Regions from separate parts of the Sus scrofa genome. Here region 1 is linked to region 2. A link is a contact called in public Hi-C data. All regions are on one chromosome and are shown on one strand. The core of a region is the stretch at or near the end of the contact, and the rest is flanking DNA. Distances in the headings are between cores, read along the strand shown.

What was found. Hi-C and Micro-C count contacts between places; a contact is called where the count stands out from the background.
Region 1: a contact with region 2 is called in a Hi-C map of embryonic fibroblasts, with 4 times the contacts expected there. The contact joins two enhancer-like sites. A contact is called at or near these places in 4 of 47 Hi-C or Micro-C datasets (embryonic fibroblasts, epiblast stem cells and fibroblasts).

Annotation. Positions count from the first base shown.
Region 1 is chr15:60,361,470-60,364,788 of Sscrofa11.1, reverse strand. FMNL2 (formin-like protein 2) reads right to left here. Exons shown (of 28, transcript XM_005671848.3): 17 at 1,096-1,220; 18 at 270-472. Among named protein-coding and RNA genes, the nearest start is that of PRPF40A, 76 kb to the left of the region's middle. Within about 2 kb of position 1,883, at least 3 of the 83 cell types and tissues checked have an H3K27ac peak or open chromatin away from gene starts, as enhancers often do. A contact at or near this core is called in embryonic fibroblasts, where this site is marked.
Region 2 is chr15:60,127,646-60,131,193 of Sscrofa11.1, reverse strand. All of the region lies in intron 1 of FMNL2 (formin-like protein 2), which reads right to left. Among named protein-coding and RNA genes, the nearest start is that of FMNL2, 75 kb to the right of the region's middle. Within about 2 kb of position 1,988, at least 22 of the 83 cell types and tissues checked have an H3K27ac peak or open chromatin away from gene starts, as enhancers often do. A contact at or near this core is called in embryonic fibroblasts, where this site is marked.

The DNA of each region.
Region 1 (3,319 bases), core at 634-3,133, 230 kb before region 2:
TTCCATAGAAAACTGACATTTTCTCCCTTTTAAAAGCATCTGCAATACTTCTCTCAACTTTCCTTTTATGTAAGTGTGACTGCAGGTATATATAAGAGAGCAGACAGAGATAATAAATGATGTCACGATGCAGTTGTTATTCTTCTAAAACAATTAATTACTCATTCTAATACAGCACCCCGAGGATCATTTCTGGTCCACCTCTTCAGCATTACCATTTTTATCCTAAATTTACAATGATACAACCTTCCAGAATGTCCTGAACTTACACATGAATTGCTTTACAGATCTCATCGGCGGTCTTTCCAGCTTTCCTCAAAGTTATGGCAAGATTCTTGGCCCTATTTGCTTCTAGTAACGTCACTTTGTTTGATCCCTTCTGTGTTATCTTCTGTTTGCTTGAAGAAAGATCAATGGCAGGACCTTGGGCTTTTGTCTTAAATATTTCCTCAAATTCATCTACATTTAAATCCTGGGGAAGGGAAAGGAATGAAACAGGCAAGTTAGACTATACTTGCAAAAGAAGTCAGGAAGCCATCCTTTAGATAGTTTCCTAGGCATCAGAGAAGTTACTTTCCCTACTAAGTACTTGTCTTCGGCTGTGGCTTACTCTATTTCCCTATTTGTGTAAGAGCTGTGTGACTCATGCCACATATAAACAGACAAAAATGCCTGAACCAGACAACTGATTCCACCCATCCAATTCAACTGCCTTTCAATTGCTGGCTTGTAGGGAAGGCCACCACAGACTAAAACTATCCATCTATCCAGTTAGAGGGTGTGATTCTTGAGTCCTTTTCCACTTATAGTTCAATACAGGGTTTTTTTTTTTAATTGTTTTAATAAATTAAGGGCATAGATTGCACCAGATGTGGTTTTTTTTTTTTTTTTTTGACAGTGAAGATATTCAAAACTATTCCATTTTTAACTTTTTAAACATAGAACCACCTTACAAAATAGCATCCAATTTTATTCTTTATATCAAGGCACTTAAAACACTAGCTTTTATTGCTGAGACTTTCGGGCTAACAGAGCGCCCATTCTGGCTTTGCTGCACAGGGAGAGACCCTTGTTTCTAACCAATGAGAAAGATACCTCCAGAATTCGCTCGTCATCAATTTCGTTGAAGACTGTGCCATTGATCTGATTTGGCTTCAGGGCAACCCAGTTAAAGACTGGCATTCTGAATTTCGTCTTGATTGGCTTCTTAATTTTCACAGCTACAGAGGTCAGAGAAAATGAAATTAAGATTCCACCAAGACCCTCAATTAACAGTCCTTGCAGATGACACTCTAACACTGGAGGAAGACATGGCCAGGTGTATGTAAACATGGAAAACATCACACAAGGCTTTGACCATAGCAACCTGAGGTCATCATTTGGTTGACTGATACAACAGTGTGTTAAAATTGCCTAAAAGCCAGGGGGGTTGCTTTTATTTATTCATTTATTTATTTTTTTTTTTAATTTTGTTTTTTTAGGGCTGCACCCACGGCATATGGAAGTTCCCAGGCTAGGGGTCTAATCAAAGCTATAGCTGCCAGCCTACACCACAGCCACAGCAATGCAGGATCTGAGCCATGTCTGTGACCCGCATCACAGCTCAAGGCAACACTGGATCCTTAGCCCACTGAGCGAGGCCAGGGATTGAATCCATGTCCTCATGGATTCTAGTTGGGTTCATTTCTGCTGAGTCACGACGGGAACTCCCTTTATTTATTTTTTTAATGTAGGCAACTGAACTGCAGAAATATAGTCAGTGTCAGGACAAAACTTAAGACAAGGGAGCAGAAATTATTTTCCATGTTATTAGCAGAGAGGGCAAATACTCTGTGACTCACTCTGATACTGGTGAACATGAGTGAGTTTTGATATTCTCAATTCCTGGTTCTAGAACACATATTTCCAAACAATTCTTAGAAGATGATCAGAGACTGAAAACAGTGTCTGCCTAAACCACCAGGAATGTAATGTCAAGAAAGCTAACTTTCAGCCAAAGTGATACATTCCTGTGGACGATTTCGATGATAGGGATTATACTGGCTGCTGACTTATTTAAATAGACTAAGAGCCACAAACGGCCCCAGTAGAAAATATTTAAGAAGATAAAAGGAGTACTCAGAAATCTGGGTTTGTATTGCTTTTCTGAGAAGGGCCACAGACCCCTCCCCTCTTTTTGAAGAGCAGCTTCGCCCCCAAGAGTCAGCCAGGTGTGACTAGAAGGTATTAATTAATGAACCCATTAGAAATACTGAAAACCTCTTACTAGGGAGGAAGGGCTCCATCTTTGAGGGGATGGAGTAGAGGAGCACCAGCTCCTCTTACTCTGGGAAAATGAGCTAAAAAGGGCAATCTATTAAAAGTTCCATTACTTAATGACACACCACAAAGAAGTCTTCCTAAACTAATCAGCTATAAACATTCTTTTTTTTTGGTCTTTTTAGGGCCACACCTGCAGCACATGGAAATTCCCAGGCTAGGAGTTAAATTGGAGCTGTAGCTGTTGGCCTACACCACAGCCACAGCAACAGGGGATCCTTAATCCACTGAGTGAGGCCAGGGATTGAACCCATGTCCTTAAGGATACCAGTCGGGTTCTTTATTGCTGAACCACGATGGGAACTCCAAATATTCACTTTCTGAAGTCCATCTCGGGATGGCCACATTATTTGGGAAGGGAGGGAGAAGAAATTCAGCACAGGACAAAATCCAAGTAGGACACCACTGGGCTTTTCCCTGGCTGCCTGCCGCACTGAAAAAAGGGGGCTGAGACAATGCCTCTCGTTCCTCCAGAGTTATGCAGGCCATATAAACAGCAGGAATGTCACCTGCCAAATCCACACAAAAGCATGCAGGAACACAGAAACACAGCTCTTGCCGAACCAGCCCTTCTACCACCAACTATGACACCTTGGTCCCCACAACCCAGGAGTGGCAGATTTCTTACCACACTCCATCTCTGTCTACACTGCCCAGGAAAACTGATGTCCTCAATGGGACAAAGGCTCTGACCGTCCTTTAGTCTGGCACTTCAGCGAAGTTAGGGGCACCTTCTTTTCCTAACCTGAGGTGACAGGTCAGCACCACTTGGCTCCAGTATCCCTCTGTAGACAACACAGGCCTCAGGACACCCTCTACGAGTCACTCCACCTGCAGTCACCCTACCCTCAACTCTCTGAGCAAGATTAGGAATAAGCCTGAGATGAGAACACAGGCAAGAACATTCTCTTTGGAAAGGCTGTGCTCACCCCGGGGAGCTGGGCGGGTTAGCGGGAGTGGGGGTCTACAGGCAACCATGATACATGCCATGTTCCCAGTG
Region 2 (3,548 bases), core at 739-3,238:
TAGACTGGCATAAATTTTGCTCCTAATTAAAAAAAAAAAAACAAAAAAAAAAAAGTAATGTGTACCAAACATGCATGGAAGAAAGAAAGGGAAGAAGAAATATAGGACTGAAGACAAAACAGAATCAGAAAATATTACCTTCTGAAGGGCATTCAAATGTAAACTGCAAACTGTCCTCCCTTCCCTTTTAGCCTGGGGGGAAAGTCGATCTTTTGGTTTTCTGTCTGTGCCTTATTTAGCTTATGAAAACAATACACAAGGACAGCCTTCACAGGGCTCCCAATGCCACCTGCCACAGACAATACAAAAGAGCAAGAACCAGTCCCATTTATGTAGGTTAGACAAAGAAGAAAGAATTTAATGAGTGTTAAGGGGTTTTTTGTTTTTTTTTGTTTTGTTTTGTTTTCGCCAAGCCTGTAGCATGTGTAAGTTTTCGGGCCAGGGTTCGAACCCACAGCAGTGACCCAAGCCACAGCAATGCTGGATCCTTAACCAGGGATCTAGCCACCAGGGAACTCCTAGTGAGTGGTAACACGGTAAAGGAAATGGAAGTTTGCAGTTAGCATTCATACTGATAAACAATCACTGGGTATAAAGTTTTAGAAAGGAGATGAACCCTCCAAGAAACTAGAAAACCAGCATCTGACTCCAAATGACACCTGGGATGCTCTTATGATCTCAGCTGTGGGGTCGCTATAATGGGTCACTTCCTCTGACCACAAAAGCTACACTTTAGGGCCAACACATACCCTGCTCCCTAAAATGTCCACTGGGGAATTAGCTATAAGCTTAATTGAAAGCTCAAAGTCCAAAGGGTTATCTCATGACATCAACAGGGTACCACCACGTGCTCAGCACACCAGGAACTTGGTCACACAGGAATCATTTAAGTAAAAGGCTGTTAGGAGTAACAGGAACTGGCTGAGATTCAATGTGAGTAGATGGAGGGGGAACTAGAGGTAGGGGCCACGCCAGGCCCCAGTGCATGAACTAAGTCATAATCCTACCCAAGTAAGGGAGAAAAACAGCTGGCTGGCCCTTGCCTTAGCTCAAAGTAGGTTAAGCATAAAGAGAGCTTCTCAGGAGAGGGAAGGAGCAGATTTAAGACAACCTCATTATTCCTCTCTCCAGAAGAATGCTGTCAATGAAATGAATGGACATTATGAGCAAAGGTAGGCTATGGGCAGATTCCTAAGGGAAGGGTGCATTTCTTGTCCCAAGCAAACATCTACCCCTCTTACAACCCTCTTCTTCCCATCGGTGCTATCTACAATACTCACCCTTTACTGATGCACATAACCAAAGACACAACCAAGTATGTCTACTATTTATTCAGGCTCTTATTAGGGAACACAGTGTGACATTTCCTTCCCAGAATTTCCCTCTTTCTCAACACTTATCAAAAGCTTCCCTGCCTGGAGTTCCCACTGTGGTGCAGTGGAAACAAATCTGACTACTCACTCTGAGGACCCAGGTTCGATCCCTGGCCTCACTCAGTGGGTTAAGGATCTGGCGTTGCCATGAGCTGTGGTGTAGGTCAGAGACGTGTCTTGGATCCCGTGCTACTGTGGCGTACGTCTGCCATCTACAGCTCCAATTCGACCCCTAGCCTGGGAACCTCCATATGCCACAGGTGTGGCCCTAAAAAGCCAGAAAAAAAAAAACAAAAACAACAACCCACACTTCCCTACCTATGCTAATGCTCTCTGGATGGCATATTTGGTGACTATCCCTTAGGAAAGGAACTGCAAACTAAATGAAGGCTTCAAATTTGTTTCCTAATGTTCCTATGAAAGATGTGGGGGGCGGGGCGGGGGGGGTGATGAGAAGGGAGGGAAAGAGAGAGTGTTGCTCTAAGTGATCCAGAGACCATGGGAGGGGCAGAGGAGAGGGTGTGTGCATGTGGCTGGCTCCTCTCTAACTAGAAGTAATTAAGAGCTACCAGTACGTTGGGTGATTGTGTAGCAAGCAGGTGGAGGAAATAGTTTTGGACAAAGGGCGTAAGTACATCTCTAGGCAGCCGGCCAGCTGCCCACGAGGCCACACTGCTCACAGCATTAGTATTCTCTTCTAAGGAGAGGCTTATTTTAACCAAGGAAATGCCTCATTGGGAAAGATTCACTTTTTCACCCAGAAAAACAAAACAAGAAGCTTGCATAAAGGGAATAAAAATATTTGATGACTCACAGTGAATTCAGAGAGCCTCGCATGGATAGACATGGGGGGAGGAGGGTAGTCAACCAGGCTTGGGCCCTTGACAGATGCCTGTTGAAGTCACACAACACCAAAGTCAAGATTCAGCCAGCATCCTTCCTGAGTCAGTGAGAAATCTCATCAGCTACACTGTTCAGTCAGGCCCGAGAATCCTGGGACCTTAGCACAAAGGCTTTCAGAATGTGACACCCACTCAGTGTGAAGGCCCACCAGGAGCTGACTCTCCTCGGGGTCCTGAAGGACCGATCTAGAGGCATTGCAATAAAAGTCGTCCTCCCCAGGGAGGGTCTGTCAATCAGTGACTTTCACTGTCCTCCTATGATGAGATTCCCAGGAAAGCTCAATCAGAGGACAAGGTGACAATGTGATGTGTGAACCTGGGCTCCACTGGGAATGGGGCCCTGGTCTGCTGCTAGAATCAGCACCCATGCATGACAGGCACTGGCACAAAACCACAGTGCTCACAACCTGTGCTCCATGTTGGCAGCAGGTGCTTGGAGTGACAGCTGTTCTCTGAAAGCCGAAAGATCAAATTAACACTGACAAAAGGTTGTTGGTTGTTTTCTAGGAAGACGAGTCCATAAACATGGCTGAGACAAAGCCTTTGATTATTCTTCCTGCCCCCATCACTAGCACTATGATCTGACTTTCTCCCCCAAATTGTAATTTTATTTATTTTTTATGGCCACATCTGTGGCAGATGGAAAGTTCCCAGGCTAGGGGTCAAAACGGAGCTGAAGCTGAGGCCTGTGCTACAGTTCAGGATCTGAACCACATCTGTGACCTATACCACAGCTTTGGCAGCACCAGATCCTTAACCCACTGAGCAAGGCCAGGGATCAAGCCCACATCCTCACCAGGACTATGTCAGGCTCTTAATCCACTGAGCCACAAGAGGAACACCAAAAACTGTAATTTTAAAATCTTCTCATTTTGCCTCAAGTTCAGGAACCTGTCTGTTACTAAACATTGTGACTTCTGTCTCTGAAACATTTCTCTGGTTCAATTCTTTTTATTTTGATAACCATGCCTTCATCTACAGTTGCAGTACCATATAACGGTTTCAGATCCAAGCTCTATTCCTAAGGGTATAACCCCAGGCAAATAGTTTACTCCTCCAAGCTACCACCTGAAAATGGTCACTGTTAGAAGCAAATGGGGGAAAAGCATGTCAAGTGCTTGGCACATGCTAAGTCCTCAAAAATGCGTCAATATCAGTAAGTATCGTCATAAAGCAGGTCTTGATCTCCACTCCAATGAACCACAACCAACACATTTTCCGGCACCCAGAGTCACCACTTACAGCCTGGGTGATGCCATCTTCACTTATCACT